Linked DNA regions of Mus musculus: region 2 is linked to region 1. A link is a contact called in public HiChIP or PLAC-seq data. All regions are on one chromosome and are shown on one strand. Each heading gives the region's core, a stretch centred on a gene start, on an enhancer-like site or on the middle of the called end of the contact. The rest is flanking DNA. Distances are from core to core; before and after follow the strand shown. Region 1 overlaps Gm40913 (a long non-coding RNA gene). Region 2 has its middle 25 kb from the start of Rreb1.

What was found. HiChIP or PLAC-seq counts read pairs in DNA pulled down with a chosen protein or histone mark.
Region 2: an H3K27ac HiChIP or PLAC-seq map of microglia shows a contact between it and region 1, with 4 times the contacts expected there. The contact joins two enhancer-like sites. A contact is called at or near these places in 1 of 115 datasets of contacts at active chromatin or transcription factors (microglia) and 1 of 9 other capture datasets (macrophages).

The regions. Positions count from the first base shown.
Region 1 is chr13:37,335,370-37,340,092 of GRCm38.p6, forward strand. It overlaps Gm40913 (a long non-coding RNA gene), which reads left to right. Exons shown (of 3, transcript XR_873248.2): 2 at 438-569. Among named protein-coding and RNA genes, the nearest start is that of Gm40913, 4.0 kb to the left of the region's middle. Within about 2 kb of position 2,147, at least 31 of the 459 cell types and tissues checked have an H3K27ac peak or open chromatin away from gene starts, as enhancers often do. A contact at or near this core is called in microglia, where this site is marked.
Region 2 is chr13:37,861,798-37,866,520 of GRCm38.p6, forward strand. It overlaps a transcript of Rreb1 not described here. Among named protein-coding and RNA genes, the nearest start is that of Rreb1, 25 kb to the right of the region's middle. Within about 2 kb of position 1,849, at least 52 of the 459 cell types and tissues checked have an H3K27ac peak or open chromatin away from gene starts, as enhancers often do. A contact at or near this core is called in microglia, where this site is marked.

The DNA of each region.
Region 1 (4,723 bases), core at 897-3,396:
CCCCCACTACATTGGACCTCATCAGATTGGCTGGTAGTGAATTTTCTTGATTGATGACTGATGTATGAGGGCCCAGCTCACTTAGGCCAGTGCCTCCCCTTGGCTGGTGGTCCTCCGTACTATAATAAAGTAGGCTGAGCAAGCCGTGGGCAGCGAGCCAGTAAGCAGGACTCCTGTATGGTCTCTGCTTCAGTTCCTGCTTTCAGATTCCTGCCCTGACTCCCTGGATAATGGACTGTAACCCTAAAAGAAGAAATAAACCCTTTTCCTCTTCATCTTGCTTTTGGTCGTGGGGTTTTATCACAGCAATAGAAACCCTAGAACAGGACTTCAACTCAGTGGAATTGTCTGCCGTTTGTCCTTTTGTAACCAGATTATATCACTTAACATAACGGTTTTAGGATTCAGTGATGTGACATACTTCTGTTCTTTTGAAGCTGAATGACATTCGATTGTGTGGCTACTCATGTAATCACGCACAGAGAGAGAGAGAGATGTATATAATTCTGCTTATCCATTCACTCGTTGATGGACATGTGGCTACTGTGAATAATGCTGCACACACTCAGGTATCTGTTTCAGTCCCTTCTTTCGGTGCATTTGATAGATTCCCTAGAAGCAAAATTTCCAGTTCCCTTGGAATTTTCCATTTAGCTTTTAAAGGAGCTGTCAAAATGCTTCTTGTGGGGTCTGAATGGTTGGGCATTTCTCCCACATGAACAAAGGCTCACATATCTCCGCAGCATCAGCACTTGCATGTTCTGTTGTGGCTATTTTGATTACCCATCCTAATGAATGAGAACGCTGTAGAATTGGTTTTCTTTGGTACTTACACGCATCGAGTGAATTTTGATGTTGGCCCTCTTATCTCATGCTGTGGACCTTCAGAGAAACTGCACATCAAGTCCTAAGCCCATTGTCAAGCCTTGCTGTTGTGGCTCCTTATCCTGATCCTTAGGGGTGTGGTTTGTGAATAATTTCTCCATTCTGTTTACTCTACGGGTAGTGTAATTCAATAAGCATTTTGTTGTTGTTGTTACTTTTATAAAGTCCAATTTGTTTACTCCTTTCTTTTATTGCCTGCTGTGGTTTGAAATAGACGTGAGTGTCTCCAAAGGTCTATGGGTTGGAAGCACAGTGTTCAGGATGGCAGTATTTATAGGAAGCAGAATAATTTTTTTCTTTTTGAACACTCCCTACATATATACACTCTAAGTAATTATAATTCATCTCCATTACCCTCTAGTATCCAAATTCCTTTCCTTCTCTCTGAACCCTCTGTTCTTCCTACCTAATTTTCTAACAGCTACACCATTTAAGAAAATGATACCCACTTCTCTAGTAGACATTAACTGTTTAAAAAAAATACCTTGGATATCAACCCTAGGCTTGACTCTTAGTTCTGCCCTTGGGAGACCTTGGTTAAATGACTTCATTCTCTAAAATTCCATCTCCTAGCTTATAGCAAAGGCATTACACAATTTCCACTCCAAATTCATGCAAAAACAGGAGTTCATGGTTGATTACTGTTGTTCAATTAACTACCTCTAAGGACCATGAACTACAATTCCGACACCATCAAGAATGAGCCCTTTGCCACTGCTGAGAAGCCACACACATGATGGCTGGCTGGCTTACTAAATGGCCATTTTGATGATGTTGCAAGAGCAAAAAACTATAGGGGGCATGGAGGGAAAATATAAAGGATGCTGCATAAGCTTTTACATCGCAGAGTGTAATCTTTCCTCCTTGGGAAAACATAGCAAGAATCGTGAATAAAACCACAAACATGGATCTTACTTAGGCATTGTACCAAAAATCTGTAGATTTCTATTCTGCCATAATGGGGGGGGGGTATATTACCTAACTTAAGAAAGGGGTTCCTATTTGTTTATCAAGAAGCCCAAGCCTTCTGAATCCTGTCCAGCCCTGACCCAGAGGCAGCATTCCGTTGAATTTTTCTGCACTACTGTTCTTTTGAAATGTGTTAGTTCACAGCTATGCTTCAGCCCCTAATTTGCCATGTAAGCATTTTTTTTCTAATGATGGTATTTTCATTTTAATCTCAGCCACGGGAAATGAAACCAAGACAGTAACGTCAGTTCTCTCATTGCTGTGGCCAGCAGCCATCTGACACAAGCAACTCAGGCAAGGGAAGGTTTGCTTGGCTCTCCGTTCAAGAAGGAACAGAGCCATCAAACTAGAGATGGCAAGGAGTGAGGAGGGGCAGGTAATATTTGTGTCTGTGGTCAGGAAACAGAGAGCTGACTGGAAGTGGGGCTGGGCTATAAAACCTCAAGGCCCAACCGGGTGATCAACTCCCTCCAGTGAAGTTTCACCTTCTAAAATTCCCACAGATTTCCAAAACAAGCCCACTAGGTGGGAACTGATTTCTCAAACACATGAGCCTTAATGGTGCCTTTTCACATTCAAGTCGACAAGGGCTACCAGAGTTTTAATTCCAAATAGCCAGGTACCCTTGACTCAAACGGGGAAGCTATACAACTCCTGTTGAATCAAGAGTCTGCACCTTATTTAGGTCATAAAACTGAGAGCAGTGGGACCCGTAGCCCACAGGTCTCACTCCATCTTCAACATCTTCATTATAAGTGTTCCTCTTCTTGAGGCTATATGAGGAAAAGCAATCGTTGAGCAATAATTCTTGAACTCTTTGTTCAAGGTTAGCAGGATGGTCACATACCTCCAGTGGCTCTTACCAAACACCCAGAGTTGCAGAGAGGCTGAGCACCCCACGCTGCCAAGTGAGTGTTTCTAGTAATCAAAATTGTGTGCACTGACAAGGGCAGCAGCTGGAGGAACGTTGCTGAAGAAGTCGGCTTTTTTCCCCTGCACGACCTCTCAGTTAATCAAGTTCAGCTAGAGAGTGTGATCGAAGCAAATGCAGTCTCTCACCTCCAGAATTCTTTATTTCTTATGTATTATAAGCACCATGCATTGTCCTCTGAGTCCTCAAGGGCATCTCAGAGCAGATTTTCTGAGCTCACGTCACTTCATAGCAGTTTATTCTGAGACGAGGATCACTGTTCAGGAATGAGGGGAGTAATAATGCTTATTGATGGGATTTTCATGATGGTCTAAATGCCTAGTTTTCATTTCTTTCATTTGAATTTAACATAAGAGCAAAATAGTCAATGGTCATATACAAAAATTTACAAAGGCAGAAATACGCATGGCCAGCACAACAGTGTGAAAAGATGTTCTCTTGTATTATTATGCTGAAAAAATGTAAATAGGCATAAGGAGACACTAATGTTTATCTACTAAAAATGGACAAAAACAATCAATAGTAATATGTGACTGCTGAGAGGATTGTTAAATTGCCCAGTGTCCCTGGGGAAAAAAATATGATTGTATGTGTCTGAAGCCTTAAAATGTCTGGTAATTCTTTCCACAAAGAACTTCACTTGGAGGAACTTACTCTGAAGAAATAGTCGTGGCTAAGTTCAAACATAACAAAGAAATTCCCCCTCAGCATTCACTCTTATTATTTTGCTATTGACAACTAGCAAAGTATAAACAGATGCAGTCTATACAGCAGAAGAATACACAGTCATTAAGATTATCTAATGGAAGGAGACACATACCCAGTGTAAGTTGTATAGGTCAGATGTGTACACACATTCAAATGAAATCTCACCAACCAGTGGAGATGGTTGGAGGTTGAGGTTATTGGTGTTTCCTTCCTGCCTTCTTTTAGCCTCCCTGACTGAAAAGTTCTTCAGTTATAATGCATGAGAAACAAAAAGAGAGGAAAAAAAACTGACCTACTTTTAGTAAAGGATCCTTCTGCATTTTTGTTGATGTTGGGGGTAATACAGACTCTTTGATAGGGAGAAGTTCCTTGCCTTGCCTTTCTGATGATTACCGAGGGAATCTGGAAGACCAGCAGACTTGACCAAAAAGACAAGCCCGCTGGTCCATACGACCTTGGAACTTCACCCATCCAATATAAACTTATTGTGCACTAGACAGTGAGCATACAAAACTGAGAAAGAGAAACAGAAAATTGCAGAAAGTATGTGTGGATGAGGAGAGATTCTGGGATGGCTGGGTTTTGTCAGCTTGTCATGAACTAGGGTTATATGGGAAGAGGGAACCTTGGTTGAGAAAACGTCCCCATTGGTGTAGCATGTCTTGATTAAAAACTGATGTGGGAAGGCCTAGTCTACTGTGGGCAGTGTTGTATTGAAGCCAATGGCCATGGAAGATAAGAAAGGCAACTGAACACCAGTGAGGAGAGCCAGCCAGGAAACCAGCATGCCTCCATGGCCTCTGCTTCAGACCCTGCCTCTAAATTCCTTATTTGAATTCTTGTCCTGAATTCCCTCAGTGATGGGCTTCCCTCCTGTTCATCATGTCTTGAGTCCAATTAGAGAGTTGTTGGTTACTCCCAAGATATTTGTGCCACTGCTACAGTTTAGAGTACTAGTGCCACACTGGTTCATTGCTGTAGTTCATAGACAGCATATCTGTGTAGGTCTGTTATTGCTTCTCTTTATGGTACCTTCTGGTACCATGAAAGATATTCCTCAGAAAGGAAGCTTTTAGACTAGTTATAGCTCTGTACCCAATATCTGAAATGTATGTTGTTTTCAGCAAGAGGGACTTCCACCTTTGTTGGGCAACATCAATAGCTTATAATGTTTGGGGAGACTCTTGAACAAGAGTTGGACCCTGACCAACAACTCAATAAAAAGGGCTT
Region 2 (4,723 bases), core at 599-3,098, 530 kb after region 1:
TTTTGATATGTGCCTTTAAAATGCATAAAGTTGCATATGGCTCGCCTTCTACCACAGTTTGTGTGTGTTTAATTATGTGTGCCATTTGAAAAGGCAGCTAAAGCACCAGCAGGAATTATCAGCAGGTAGAAACTGCCTTTCCTATGTCAGAGCAGCCAGTGTGGCTTAGTTGATGCTTCTGTTGCTCTAAGCAGGTAGGTTTCTGGTCTGGAGGCTACCCATTAACCCTATAAGTGCCTAACTGCAGACTGGAAAGATAAAGAAAAACAACCCAGTGTTTTGTCCGACTGCAAGACAAGTGAAACAGGGCAGTTTAAGCTTGATATGCTCATGTAGAGGCCAAGGAGGAGACCTGGGAGGTGATGGGATGAAGGCTCCCATAGCTGATAGTGAAGGTCTCAGCAATATGATCAGAATTCCCGTGAGGAATGGGGTTAGCTCTTCTCTGTGGTATTTTCTCTGTAAGCCTGCCTTTAACTGCCCACATAGCTGTGAGGAGAGGAAGAAGGAAGAAAGGGGTTGCTGTTTGCATCCATTTGCCAGAAAGGAGTTAACAGAACATACCACAAAACAGGTTGGGCAAGACTGTTAAAGTCAGTGATGAAGCCTGCCTCCTCCCCTTCTCTTCTTCTTCCTCCCTCCTCCTCCTCCTCCTCTTCCCTCTCCTTCCCTTAACCATTTTCAGGACTTGAAAACGTCTTTGGACTATCGCCTACATCCCCCTCTCTCCCCCTGCACCCCCAACTCACTGCCTGGCTTCCCCTCTCCTAGTCAGAACACTTGATGTGAATAAAATACTTTGTGCGGATGAGGAGCTTGTCTGCGACAGGCAGGCAGCCTGGCCAGCTGTTTCTCAAGCAGTCGATGGTGCCCTCTGTCATGTAACATAGGCCCTATTCAGCAGCAGCATTCTTGAGTATGCATTTATGCCTCTGTGGGACTGTGGAGTGGACAGCTTGGGAGGGAGGGAGGGAGGGAGGGAGGGAGGGAGAATGTGGAGGCTGGAATGAAGAAGGAGTGTGTGCATTCACACAGACTCGGAGAGCAATGAGCTACCCAAATGCCACTAAGTCAGAAGACATTGTTTGAAGCATCTTTAGTGAGCTCTGACTTCTGGGGTGTCCTGGGGCCTAGGATGCAGGAGACCTGGTTTCATCGCAGGCCAGTTTGTGTTTGATATAAGTTGTCCATGGTGTTTGCATTCATTCATCCCATAAACATACCATATATAGTCACGCTTGAGCTCCCTATAACATCACAAGGGAAGCACTCCTAATGCACAGTTCCTTTCTTGCTCAGAGAAGCAGACTCACACGGGCTATTTCTGGTGTCTTGTGGCCTGCTGTCTTTGGGGAGGGGGAGAAAAAAAAAAGAGGCTCTTGCTTTTCATAGTTACACTGTTTGCAATGTTTCTGATTCTTGTTTGCCTGGCACTCTGAAAGTTAAAAGAATTTTACTGTCATGGGAGGAAAAACAGAATCCTCTGAGTGCATCTGTTTTAGAATAAAAGTCTGTTTTTGTTAGTGTCTTTAGTGTCACATACGTTTTGTTTTATGGGTCCTGATCTCCCACTGTTCAGAGAGCATCCTTTTATGTCGTTAGGGTGACATACCCTGGAACATGTAGCCGTTCTCGGTGGCTACAGAGAGGTTTTCCTTCTGTTTCCTCTCAGCCTTGCTGAGCTGTCCAGATTATTTACCACGTATCATATTAGATGGTCAAGGCAGGACATGTAGCTTCTGTGGGACTGATGGCAGCCTTCAGAACCTGACAGAGCAGGGTTGGCCGAGTCGAGGTGACAGTGAGAAACAAGTGCAGTCCCTTTGTCCCACACCTCGAATACTGTATATGAGCTTGGAGTGCCCATCAGAGCGTTTGTGGCTCAGATAAGAGATCCGTGCCCCCTGCCCCACCCCGCTTACACTCCTACTCCCCGGAGTGTTTTTTCCCTCAGGACTCATGTAAATAACTTGAGGGAAAAGATGGTTGCCAAGTTGGGACTTCTGTTTTGCTTTCTTTCATTGGCCTCATCAGAGCGGATCTGTATCTGACTGTGTGACAGTTAATTGTCCCATCCTCTCCTTTCCAAGGCTGATAAGACACTGCTTCTATCAAACCTCACTGAGGAGTTCTTAATGCAGTAGAACAAAGCTATCTTTTTCTTTCTTTCTTTCTTTCTTTCTTTCTTTCTTTCTTTCTTTCTTTCTTTCTTTCTTTCTTTTGTAATCTCATCCTTTTAACTTACATAATGGTGTTTCTCCAAGTAGTGCAAGCTAATAAGTTAAAAGTTTCTTCAAAAGCATCAGTAAGTTCATATTTAAAAAGTGGTTAACATTCTGGAGTCAGATGGGGCTCTGTGAGTTCAAAGCCAGACTGATGTACTTAGGGAGACCCTGTCTCAAAAATAAACAAAGTCCAAACAGATGTCTGAGGAGATGACTCAGCAGTCAAGAACACTGGCTACTCTGCCGAGGACTCAGATTCTGTTCCCAGCACCTACATGGCAGCTCAGAACTGGCTGCACCTCCAGCCCCAGGAGATCTGACGCCCTCTCCTGGCTTCCTTTTGCAAGCACGTGGTGCACTCTACATTTGTTTCTAGGTAATTGCTAATTATTAGTAGTAATTCATCAGTATTAGATGCTGCTTAGAAAATCCAGATGACCTGATGCCACTATGGAGACCACAGCAGCCTGGTTAACATGGGGTTGACTCACTTTTGGGGAGATAACTCACTTGGCACTCTCCAGTACAGACTGAGTGAGAGCTAGTGTGGTGAATAGTATATATGGTGGTGATTTATAGTTTTCAAAAGCCACGCAAGTGTTAAGAAATCCCGGCAGTAACTCCCTAACCTTGATTTGTGTAGTATGCTAGCAATATTTTTACTGTTTGTTTGTTGGAGACAGGGTTTCTCTGTGTAGCTCTCAAACAGGCCTTTAATCCCAGCACTCAGAATGCAGAGGCAGGTGGAGCTCTGAATTTGAGGCCAACTTGATCTACAAATCCAGACAGCCAGGGCCACCTCCACATACCCAAGTGACACAGTGCATGTGAGTCAGCTGACACTAACACCTGGCTTTGTTTATAGTCTTAATTATAGTTGTGTTTTTTTTTTTAAGGCTAAGAGGAGCTGATATCTCTCTCTCTCTCCCCCCCCTCTCTCCCTCCCTCTCTCCTTCCCTCCCTTCCTCCCTCCCTCTCCTTCCTTTCCTTCTTTATTTATTCTATGTATATGAGTACACTGTCACAGATGCACTTGAAGAGGGCATCGGATCCCATTACAGACAGTTGTGAGCCACCATGTAGTTGCTGGGAATTGAACTCAGGACCTCTGGAAGAGCAGTCAGTGCTCTTAACCACTGAGCCATCTCTCCATCCCAGTCTTAATTATGGTCTTAATGTGAATTGTCTTTTGTGTTCATAGCTAGAATGGTATGTTAGAAAAGATTTATTTTATGTGTATGAGTGTGTTGCTTGAAAGTTCGTCTATGCATCACATGTGGATGTCAGAAGAGGGCATCAGACCTTGTGAGCTGTTATATATGTGACCGCACATATATGAGAACCTGGGTCCTCTGTAAGAACACACACATGCTCTTAACTGTTGAGACATCAACCCAGCTCCAGGATGCCATTGAGGTTTTTTAAAATTATATATATTTTTAAAACTGTCTCTGGTATAAAGAAAAAAGATATCTCTATACCAGAGAGGTCATAGGTACCTGGAAGATACTCTTTATAGAAAAATAATTTTGGACTTGTGCTGTGAGTGTGTAAGGTTTATTTTATTATTCCGTAGATGTGTGTATATATGCACGTAAGTGCAGGTGCCTGAGAGAGTGTCAGATACCCCCGAGCTGAAGCTACAGTAGTTGTCAGCCACCCAGCATGGATGCTGGCAACCAAACTCAAGTCCTATGCAAGAGCAACCAGCCCTCTTAACTGAGCTAGCCCTAACCTCACTGGGTGTGCATGTTTCTTTTGTTTTAAAGAGACAGTACCCTACTTTGTAGCCCGGACATGCTTTAAAACTAATTCCTGTCCTTTTGCTTCAGCCTTCCATGTGCCAGGATGGAATTGTAGGCTCAGAAGGACCATGTTCTAATAATCTCATAGGTACATTTGAATACTCAATACTTCAATATATTAGCTTTCTTCTGTGCATTTAGGTTTGCTGTAGCACATTTCTAACACTGAGGAAAAGCATAAACTTTTATGTTCCTTTCCAAACAAGCCCTTGGTGTTTTTCATAAGTGAAACTGTTCATTTGAATATTTAACAAGAGTTAAAGTTGGGTCTTGCAGTATCCAGGGAAACTCTGACTGCAGATTGCCACACTAAAGGTTGAAAGTATTATCTTACATGGTAGTCACTGTTGACACTGTCCAGCAAAGGAAAATGCATTTGAACTACATATAAGAAATAGGAATTAGTTGTCTGCATGCTAGATGTTCAGAACAGCTGGAAAAGTAATTAAAAGCCCAGACTTCCCAAGAAGCAAGTAGCAGGTTTGAGAGCTGACTCTTTGAAGTGGGGTTAACACAGGGTACATGTGCAGAAGGGGTGTTGCTGAGGGGTTGCGATAGTTTGTCTTTGAAATCCGTTGCAACTGGCAGAAGTGACCTCTAGCAGGTTGTGATGGCTACTCTTGTTTTTAGATGGATCTTGTCATATCCGCTGGTGGGTGGAGCCTCAGGGACAACTGTTAGAGTGGAGTGGCA